2 separate regions of the Sus scrofa genome follow, and region 1 is linked to region 2. Evidence: chromatin contacts called from public HiChIP or PLAC-seq data. All regions are on one chromosome and are shown on one strand. The core of a region is the stretch at or near the end of the contact, and the rest is flanking DNA. Distances in the headings are between cores, read along the strand shown.

Region 1 (5,745 bases), core at 1,442-3,941, 300 kb before region 2:
AACAGCCACCATCGAAGAGTCTACAAACAATAAATGCTGGAGAAGGTGTGGAGAAAAGGGTTGGTGGGAATGTAAGCTGGTGTAGCCACAACGGAGAACAGCAGGGAGGTTCTTAAAAAACTAAAAATAGGAGTTCCCATCATAGCTCAGTGGTTAATGAACCCCACTGAAGACTCGGGTTTGATCCCGGGCCTCACTCAGTGGGTTTAGGATCCAGCGCTGCCATGAGCTGTGGTGCAGGTTGCAGATGTGGCTTGGATCCCACCTTGCTGTGGCTCTGGAGTAGGTCAGCAGGTACAGCTCCAATTGGACCCCTACCCTGAGAACCGCCATATGACACAGTGAGGCCCTAAAAAGACAAACAAGCAAAACTAAAAGTAGAACTACCATATGTGACCCAGCATTCCCACTCCTGGCTATATATCCAGTGAAAACCATAATTTGAAAGGGTACATGCACCCCTATGTTCATTGCAGCACTATACATAATAGCCAAGACATGGAAGCGACCTAAATGCCCTTCAACAGATGAATGGAGAAAGAAGATGTGATACATATACACAATGGAATACTACTCAGCCATAAAAAATGAAATAATGCCATTAGCAGCAACATGGATGGACTAGAGATTATCACACTAAGTGTAGTAAGTCAGACAGAGAAAGACAAATATCATATGAGACCACTAATGTGTGGAATGTAATTAAAAAATGACACAGAACTTACAAAACGGAAATAGACTCAAAGATTTGGAAACCAAACCAAACCAAAGGGGAAACATGGGGCAGGGGGATAAGTTAGGAGACTGGTGTTGACATACACATGACTCTATATAAAACAGACAAGTAACAAGAACCTACATAGCACAGGGAAATCGACTCAATATTGTGTAATAACCTATATGGGAAAAGAGTCTGTAAAGGAACGGATATACGTATACAGCTGATTTCTCTTGCTGTACACCTGAAACTAACATAACTTTGTAAGTCCATTGTACTTCAGTCAAATTAAAAAAATAAATAAATAAATAAAGATGGCCTTTTAAAGCAGGCCACTAACTTTTCCAGTGACTTCCTACCAAACCTCCTGAAGGCCCAGTGATGCTCTCATTATGCTGAAGGGCTCTTTGGAACCCCCGGGGCTGTGACCATCCAGGTTCCCTCATAAGGCAGGCTCCTGCTTTCTGCCAATGTGAAAGCGGGCATGAGGCAGGACTGCAAAGCTTCGTGGGATTTATTGCCACCAAGGCCCGGATTTGGACCCGTCAGAGGAAGAGTCCAGAGACACCTCGGGCCAGCTGGTCGGGGCCACGGGTCAGCTCCTGGCGGGGGTGTGCTATCTCTGCACCATCACCAGCGTCTCATTCACATGCTGCTTCTCCAGGTACGGTCTCTGGATGGCCTACCCAAGAATCACCTGGGTGCTTTGCCAAAAATGCATTTTCCTGGGGGAAGGGTTCATAGCCTCTCCGTCCCCAGAGATGCCTTCTAAAAATATAATCGGATCACATTGCTATCTTGCTTACAATCCTCCACTAGCTTCCTGCTGTCTCAGCTCCTCACCAGGGAACTGCAACCCCCCAGTGCCCTGGTTACCCCTTGAGCCTCACCTTCCACCAGCCTCACCCTCCTAAATGCCAGCCTCCCATGCCGGTCTCAAGCCCTTTCCCTCTTGTGTCCTGAGCAGCTGCACCACAGGCCTAGAAGGTTCTCTACACCCCCCCCATCTGATCAGAGAACTCTTCTCAGCCTCCAAGGCCGGGCTCACATGAACCTTGCAAACGACACCCCCCCTACACCCCTGGCCCCGTTACTCACTCTCTCCTGTGTCCCCCCACGTTGTCTGAGGCTCCGGTATCAGCTCTCTGGACACTGCCTCGCCACGTTGCCTCTATGTTTCTTCCCCCCGCCCCCCAAAGGCTCTCCCAGTCGTGGGCAGCCCGGGGGGCATTCAACTGCCAAGTATGAAAGTGTGTATTGAGCTCCTACCCGGTGCCTGGTTCTGTGCCAGGGGCTGAGGCCACGGCGATGAACGGAGCTCGGTTCCAGTCTCACAAAGCTTACAGCCTTGTGGGAAGAGAAACAATTAGTAATTACCAGGATATGCGATGAATGTTTTGCCTGGAAAAGTACCTGGTACAGCTGGGGGTGAGGAACTCACATGGAGAGGCTCTGTCCTGGTCCAGGGGTCAGAGAAGGTCCGCAGCCCACGCCGGCACCCATCCCTGGCACTGTTACTTCACCCTGGGAGGTTCTGAACAACTTTTATTTGCTGAAGTTTCACCCAGCTGAGGGGGAGGCTCAATGCTCAGCCCAGACCCCTGACCCATAGGCCCTACACTCAGCCCCCTCCACCCACATATCCCAGACAGCGCCTCCCCGAGCTTTGAAAACAGAACAGTTTCCTGCCCAAACCCCCTCTGCCTGCCTGGATAATCTGCAGCCTCCACAAAAGGCACCCAAGTTGGCCAAACACTAAGCCCGGAGTTAGGTGGGATCCCTCCCGCTCTGTGCCGGACCTCAGGCAGCCCAGCCTGTCCACCCCACTTCTCCCTCCTCGCCGTCCCTGCCACCGCCCCGAGTTGATCCTCCTCCGTTGTAACTTTGACCCAAGTCCCCAGAGTGGTTTTCTATGTATAAACCTGACTCCATCACTGACTCGGTCACAGTTCTCCAAGGGCTCCTCCCTGCCTGCAGGTTAAACCCTGAACTCAGCTGCACACGGCCCGAGGTCCGGCCTGCACCTCCCTCTCCATGTACACCCTCGGCTCTGAGCCCCGCCGTCCTAGTCCTCCAACACACGCATTCTCAGGTCTGCCTGTGTGCCCTGCATCCTCGTCAGGGAACACGGCAGGGCCCCTGGTCCTGGGGGTCCGGTGCAAGGGACTTGTTGAAGCAGCAGATGGGCTGAGACCTGAGGGCAGTGGAGAGTGTCTGGGGCATCTTCTGGTAACAGAAAAAGCCAGAAGTCTAATACATAGTGTTCTAACCAGGTCAGAATGTTCCTGCGTTGAAAGAGGCATGTTGTTTGCATTAAAATATCCCCTGCATCTGATTGCAAAGGTGCAGAGGAAAGTTTTGGAGGGGAAGCAAAGTTCTGTGTCTTGGCCGTGGTAATGACGCCATGTGGTGATACCCCCACGCAGCTGACAGGGCTCACTGTGTTGTCTACTTTACCTGTGTGTGACCTGTCGTACATACATTACACGCAAGCTGTTATAAAAAAGCTGTTACAAGCTGTTACAAAAAATGTTCCCTCCGTTCACACTAACAACTGCATGAATTGCCATACTCCCCCCTAAGATGCTCTATCCTGCCTACCTGCCTGCTTTTCCTGACTCCCCCGGACAAACCCGAGCACCATCTCTTGTCCCCTTAGTTCTGGTCACTCCTCCCCATCCTTGCTGGTGAGTCTCCGAGTCTCCCTCTGTAAAGAATTTGCAGGTACGGAACTTTATAGAGAGAGCAGGTGTGGGCTGGGGAGGTCTCAAATGACTGAAGCACAGAACTGCCCTCGTTTTGGTAACTCCTGTACTCAGGAAAGTGTTCCCAACACAGCCCAGTATCAACAAACACCCAGGGAACAAACACCTCTGCGCATGTGCTCAGCTGACAGGTGATGCTCAGGTGGACGGTCTTGCACTAACCTTGCCAGTGAGAAACCTACTCAAATTTCAGGTTTACTAAAAAGTCACTCTTTGATAACTGCTGTGTCCCTGTCCCAAGGTAGCTATTTCAAAGTTAAGGAAACAACATACATGATTAGACTATTTCAAGAACCTTTTTGAAGCATCATTTTGGTTTACACAATTATGAGCTATGCTGCTTAAATTTGCTGATTAAAAAAGTAAGTGTTGGGGATAAGCAATGAGATCTGCTATATAGCACTGGGAACTATATCTTGTCACTTATGATGGAGATAATGATTATGTGACAAAAATAAGGTATATCTGTATGTGTGACTGGGTCACCTTGCTGTACAGTAGAAAATGGACAGAACACTGTAAACCAGCTATAATGAAAAAAGTAAAAATCACTAAAAAAAAAAAAAAAAAGTAAGTTTTGGGAAGTTCCCATTGTAGCTCAGTGGTAACAAACCTGACTAGTGTCCATGAGGTTGCGGGTTTGATCCCTGGCCTTGGTCAGTGGGTTAAGGATCCAGTGTTGCTGTGAGCTGTGGTGCAGGTCACAGACTCGGCTCGGATCTGTGTTGCTGTGGCTGTGATGTAGGCTGGCAGCTGCAGCTCTGATTGGACCCCTGGTCTGGGAACCTCCATATGCCATGCGTGTAGCCCTGAAAAGCAAAAAAAAAAAAAAAAGTGTTGGAGTTCTCTGGTGGCACAGCAGTTTGAAGACACGGCATTTTCACTACCGTGGCTCCAGTCTCTGACACGGTATGGGTTCGATCCCTTACCTGAGAACTTCCACATGCCATAGGCATGGTCAAAAAAAAAAAAAAAAAAAAAAAAGTAAGTGTTTCACTACTGCCCAAGGTGTTCCTGTTTGGAGATACACGAGTACACCTAACATCTAAGAAATGCACTGGATTCTGAAACAGCGACTGAAGGATGCCCAGGGGAACAGTCAGAGCAACCACTGACTGTCAATGACAATCAAATGCCACATGGATGAGGCCCACTGGCAAGAACGGCAGACAGATTGCCTTTGTTCTGCAGTGACCTCTCACCCTGGACTTGGCAGACCAGGATAAGGGGAACTGGGCTACATGACAGCACTGGTGGTCTGTCCTTTGGCCACTGTCCCCACGGCCACTGGGGAGACCTCCGAAGGGCTAAAGCTCAAGAGGGGCTGAGAAGAGTTAATACCATTGGTCGCCACAGTCACATCATCAAAGGCTTTTGAGTATTTAGGGTGCCCGGGATTGAATAGGCCCTGCTCTGCTTTGCTCACTTAGTCCACAGCTCTGATTGACTGGCTGGTCCCTGCCTCCCTTCTTCACTTCAGAAACCAGACAATACACTAGACACGGTCAGTCCTTGCAGAAGTCCCCAGGAGAGATGGCAGGGAATCATGAAGGGACAATAACCTCGGCTCTGCGGGCGTGGACCACAGGGGCAGGTGCAGGGGGCGCCCCCGGCCACACTGGGCACAGAGCCCACTTTCTAATTCTAGAGCCTGCACTTGTGGGCAGATCCCTGCTTGTCCTCTTCTCGTGGGAATGAACATGCCCTGGGACAGCCCACAGCCCAGGGTCACACCTCCCTTCCAGGCTGAGGTCCCGGCAGCCTCGGCCCCAGCAGCCCACCCCTCCCCTGGCTGCCTTTCCTTCCTGGTCTCATTCCCTCGGACTCACAACGGCTACCTTCCCCCACCTTAGAAGGGAAAGAAAAATAAAAAGAGGAGAAATGAGGCAAGACAAGGAGAGAGGATGGATTTAGGCTGCCCTGTTCTTTTACTAACATACACAGTCATGATCGACACACACGCGCGCGTGTAACGATAACACAGATGACGTCAGCTTGTATAGAGGGGAAGGGGGCCCATCTTCTCCTTTTAGCTCCGTAAATTTCAACGTATTCTTCACACCCCACCCTTAGGAAAATGTTTTAAAGATGATTACGATTCTATTATTGAAGATAAGTGTTCTGAAATCACGCCATTTGCAGCAACATGGAACTAGAGACTCTCATACTGAGTGAAGTCAGTCAGAAAGAGAAAGACAGATACCATATGATTTCACTTATATGTGGAATGTAATATACGGCACAAACGAACCTTTCCACAGA
Region 2 (5,520 bases), core at 981-3,480:
GCAGTAGCAACTCCATCTAGGACAGAACTGTAGCCTTACATAACACTCACTTTCCCAGGAAGTCCCAAACAAACCCCCCTGACGGTGCAGGGACAGAAACCTGGCGTGGAAGGTACAGATTGCGGGAAACTGGCTTTCTGAGAAACAGCATGGCCAAGAGGGATATAAACAGACAGACACAGAGACCAAACCCCAATGGGATAGGACCGTGATGAGACAAATCAAAAGAAAGATGAAGAAACATAAATGATAAATGACAGGGAGAAAGACAGCCACAGACAGGAAATAGTGGAATGGCGACATAAGAAGCAAATGGTTAGTAAGAAACACAGCAGCCATACACATGCACCTCAGTACTAAATCTGGGAACAAAAGGCATAAAATAATTCCAACTATCTTTTACCCATCCTTAAACTATATTGTTCAGTAAAAAATTACAAAGCCAGTCTAAGTTTTAAAAACTGTTTTCTTTTCTTGGTAGCCAAGAAATTCCGTGTCAAACTGTAAAACAAGATTATAATGCTACATGACCAGAGGACAAACCACTATACTACTTTTTCAAATTTATAAGTTGTATTCTATGGAAAGAACAGATCTTATACAACTCTTTCCCCAAATATAAGAAATACAGTGGCTAATAAAAGCTATGTGGTATGCTTTGGATATCAAATACAGATTTAATCCTACTTCTTACTCTTGTTCAAATCAGGTCCATCTCCCAAAATCAGTATTGGGTCCAAAAATGAATCGAAACGTTTTTCAAGCAAGCTGCCTGGAATAGCAAGCAATAATTTCAATGTAGAATTCTAATATTAAAAAAATCAAACTGAAAAATAAAACTTTATTAAGGAATTTCTTTTCTGAAATGTTGAAATATACTTTGTGGGAAGTCACTAATCCATTGAAAGTAGGATATTTTAAAATCTATGCAGTACTGATTTCAGGCTGATATGAAAGCAAAGAGAGGCATGTACTCGTATATATGTAAGGAGAGTGTATATATGTGTGTCTGTCTGTATGTCTACTTGGGGTAAAGATGCACTGCAAACATGGAAGAAGTCATAAAAATGTACATAATCTAATGTTGAGACTCATTATTTGTTAATTCTGACTTAAAGAACTTTACCCATTCATCTTATCCAGAACCAGACCAGAAATTGTAAACAGCGTTAAGATCAAATAAGAGGACACAAGTGGGTAGGTAATCAGCCCGTGCTATTCACACTTGCAGTTTAATGAAGAACTGTGAGGGCTGGAATTTTATTGCTTTAATTTCTTGAAAATTAAAATGCTATGGGTAATGGAAGTTCCACTGTGGCACAGTAGGTTAAGGATTTGGCACTGCCGCAGCTGACCCACAGGCCACAACTGTGGTTCTGGTTCAATCCCTGCGCCAGGAACTTCCACATGCTGCAGGTACAGCAAAAAAAAGAAAGAAAAAAAAAAAGAGTACAAAGCAGGAAGAAAAAATAATTTACAGGGGAAAATATCAGGCCTACCAATAACCTAAAAATTTAATATACAACTTTTTTTTTGTTTTTAGGGCAACACGTATGGCATATAGAAGTTCCCAGGCTAGAGGTTGAATTGGAACTACAGCTGCCGATCTATGCCACAGCAACACCAGATCTGAGCCGAGTCTGTGACCTATACTGAAGCTCATGACAACACCGGATCCTTAACCCACTGAGCGAGGCTAGGGATCAAACCTACATCCTTCACAGATGTTAGCGGAGTTCATTACCACTGAGCCACAACAGGAACTCCCATAAAACTTAATATACAACTTATGAAAGCAGTCAACTACTTCCCAACATTTAAGAGCATGAAAATAAAATACTTCTATGAATCCAGCTCAAAGGAGCCACATGGATTAGTGACTTCAGTTTGTCACTGCCAGTGTCTGTGATTGTTCAGAATACCGTAATTAATGCAGTTCCACTGGAAGAACTATGTCTGTGCACTTGAAAATTTATGTTAAATACATGGTGTAAAAGAAGATGCCAAGAGGCATACAGTTTATCTTCAGTATGAAATACCTTAAAAAAAAAAAAAAAAAAAAAAAAAAAAAAAAAAAAACCTGAGAAAATTCCAAGAGAGCTATCTGGCTGGTTCTGTTCAAACAAAGCTGATTTTGAAGAATTCAAAGTTGGAGTTCAATAAAAATCACATCAGGGTTTCCTAACCTGTCCTAAAAATAGCCCTCCTCCTTCTATATTTGACCCATGCGCTAATAGCTTGTGTCTCCACATCAGAGTCTTAAAGTTCATAGCCCAAAGGAGCACCAGCTTAACAAAAAAGATCTAAACCAATGAAAAAATTTAACTCCTTGAACTTGAGGCTTATAAATAAATAAATACATAAATAGAAAACAAGTGGCTATCTGCAGTCTCTTGATGACTCAGAAGAAAACTTTAACTTCTTAATCAATGAATACTTTCTCTTTCCCCATCAAAAATGCTGAAGTACACAGCTTCCCGATCTATTCCCATTCTGTGTTGCCTTTTAGAGATGGCAACAAGGACTTACACTGACTTAGAATAACAAGTAGATAATAAAGTAACATCAAGCAGTCAAGAACCTAAATTCAGAGAGGCAGATATACTGGAAAAATATGTCCCCAAAAGTATAGTTTTAATACCATCCTTCAGCCTTTCTAATATAGTAAGTCCCCGCTCAGCTTCCCTTTCTTTACCTTTCCAACTCAGCAATCTTCTTATCTTTGTCGTTCTTCTCATTTTCCACCTCCTTCAAGATTTCCAAGAGGCGGTCAACTTCTGCCTGGGCTTTGCTAGATTCATCTTTGTACCTGGCAATCTCTCTCTCCAACTGCTGTATTCGATCACTCATCTCTGGACTGGCTCTGGCTTCCAATGTTGCCTCATGTGCCTACAAAGAAAAGTGTCCAAATTTATCAGATATACATACAGTGGCAGTGGGCAAACCATGTCCCCCCAAACCATCTATATTTTAATTTAAATAGGGTATTATCAAATGTCTAATAGCTAGCCTTCAATTTATAAGCTTTTTCTCTGCTTAAATGTTACATGGACAGAATGTTAGTAATAAATGGAGAAATAACTGTCTTAGATTCTGAAAAAATTTGTTTTTTAAAATAGTACATCTCTGAATATTTATTATATCATTAGTCAAAAGTCACCATAAGCCAAGAGATGCTTCAGAGTCTAGTGAGATATACTAACAAGCCATCGGATGACTACTGATCTCCCCAAGTTAATGTCAAAAGGTATCACCAGAGACTCACTGCTGATCTTAACATGGCTGATGCTGAGATCAAATTCCCATTTGATCTGCACTTCCCTGCCTCCTTTACATGCTGCTCTATCAAGCATGTGTGACTCACATGGCCTTGAGCATCTAGAATCATGAAGATACTGCAAATGTGATGCCATAAAAAGGAGTCAGATTAAGAAAATGGCTATCACTACACAGGTACCTTTTTAACGCAAAGGTTCAGCATTTTACAACACAACATGAGACAAAGTCAGAAATTAACAATCACATTAAGAACCTAGAAAAGATTTTTTATTCAGGATCCTTTGTAAATGGCAAGTACCTCCAATACATTCTAAAACACAATAAAAACTAATTTCCAAGTCTTCAATTTTCCTCCTGAATCTCTAAAGCCATGCGTGTATAATGTATTTAATGAAAAAGTAAAGTTTATTTTATTTTTCCTTATTCCATGGATAACAAAGCATACTTAGTCTCTTAAAATGAAAAAAACACTGATGGGATACATATAATTTTCTCGCTAAATCTTCAGAAAGCTCTCATGCAAAATATCTTAAAGTAAAAGAGAAATGTTTCTATAAATGAGCTAAATGCTTTGTCTACCTAACAGCTATACTTTTAAGATTAAGTCCTTTACTGTTCTTTACTAATTTCTTTTGTTACACGTTTAATCAGTCATGAAAAGACCTAATTACTAACAATGGCCTTTAAAGGAGAGTCCATTGGCAGACATGTATTTGAATGTTTTAACAAAATTCTACCCTAAAACTGATGTGCTTAAAAGCCACAACAACTGTTATATTGGAATGGATAGGGACATGGAAATGTGTGTGATCGGGTCACTTTGTTGTACAATAGAACTTGACGAAACACTGTACATCAGCTATACTCTAATTACAACAATAATTTTTTTAAAAAGCCACAAAATAAAAGCAAGGAGGAGGAGAGGCAGCTCTGAATGAATTATCTCACTAAGAATAAAATGAAGCAAAAGCAGCACAAATGCAAATATTTCCCAAAGTTTAGGGGAGAATTTTAGTCTCAGAGAAGCTTCCACTTTGTATTCACCCCAATATACTTTAGAAAGAAGTCATTTAAAAAAAAAAAAAATTTCTAGGAGTTCCCATCGTCGTTCAGTGGTCAACGAATCCGACTAGGAACCATGAGGTTGCAGGTTTGATCCCTGGCCTTGCTCGGTGGGTTAAGGATCCAGTGTTGCTGTGAGCTGGATGTAGGTCGCAGACACGGCTCGGATCCTGTGTTGCTGTGGCTCTGGCACAGGCTGACAGCTGTAGCTCCAATGTGATCCCTAGCCTGGGAACCTCCACGTGCCAAGAGAGCAGCCCAAGAAATGGCACACATACACACACAAAAATCTACAGTTCCTATTTGAAGAAGGGAAAGGTAAGAGGGTCAAGTGTATTCACTCTTCTCTGTGGTGGTGGTAAAAAGTCATATCGTGGCAAATACAGAAAAAACATCAACCAGGACTTTATGGCTTGGAGGGGTGACCTGTTTCAGGATGCCCGGGGGAGAGAAGGGTCAGGTAGGAAAGAAGAAAGAAAAGTAAAAGCAAATGGTGTAAGAATAGAACAAGCAAGAGAAAAAAAAGTAAAAGGTTAACAAATATGGATTAAAAAAAAACTTGAAAAAAAATTCAGTCTAGAAATAGGTATTTCTTTTCAGAGGTAGGAAAAAGGAATTTAGCATTTTGAAAAAATCTGATATTTGAAAAGCTGAATTTCAATACTTTAATAATTTTGTGGTTATTAACTCATACTGAAGATATAAAATACCAAAATTCAGATATAGCATATAAATCCTTCAGCTTTAAATAGGTCAAAATGACCTCAAGTTATTATTCCAAGACTATTTATTTACTACTCCAAACAAAATAAAGAAGAAATTTTCTTTGAGAATCTCAACTTCTTCTGAATAAATATAACACCAACCGTGCACCAGTTACTGTTTTTAGCAGGAAGAAAACATGCAAGTATTACTTCATGTAAACCTACAAATAAACTATAAAGTAAAAGAGACTGCTAATATAGATGACAAAGATAAAATTCTAAATCTAGTAAACCACTAAAAAGAATTAAAACTGTAGTGGAAAAAAAAAACATGCAACAATATTTTCTCTGCTTTTATTATTACTTTTTTAGTGATACATAATTGACATTATATTACCTTCAGGTGTACGACAATGACTCAATATGTATAGATATTGGGAAATGATCACATTAAATCTATTTAACACCCATCACT

Evidence for each region. HiChIP or PLAC-seq counts read pairs in DNA pulled down with a chosen protein or histone mark.
Region 1: a contact with region 2 is called in an H3K27ac HiChIP or PLAC-seq map of skeletal muscle. The contact joins two enhancer-like sites. A contact is called at or near these places in 1 of 47 Hi-C or Micro-C datasets (embryonic fibroblasts) and 1 of 2 datasets of contacts at active chromatin or transcription factors (skeletal muscle).

What each region holds. Positions count from the first base shown.
Region 1 is chr5:68,655,082-68,660,826 of Sscrofa11.1, reverse strand. All of the region lies in intron 1 of WNT5B (protein Wnt-5b), which reads right to left. Among named protein-coding and RNA genes, the nearest start is that of FBXL14, 20 kb to the left of the region's middle. Within about 2 kb of position 2,691, at least 4 of the 83 cell types and tissues checked have an H3K27ac peak or open chromatin away from gene starts, as enhancers often do. A contact at or near this core is called in skeletal muscle, where this site is marked.
Region 2 is chr5:68,359,756-68,365,275 of Sscrofa11.1, reverse strand. It overlaps ERC1 (ELKS/Rab6-interacting/CAST family member 1), which reads right to left. Exons shown (of 20, transcript XR_002344310.1): 12 at 2,696-2,889. Among named protein-coding and RNA genes, the nearest start is that of ERC1, 140 kb to the right of the region's middle. Within about 2 kb of position 2,230, at least 1 of the 83 cell types and tissues checked has an H3K27ac peak or open chromatin away from gene starts, as enhancers often do. A contact at or near this core is called in skeletal muscle, where this site is marked.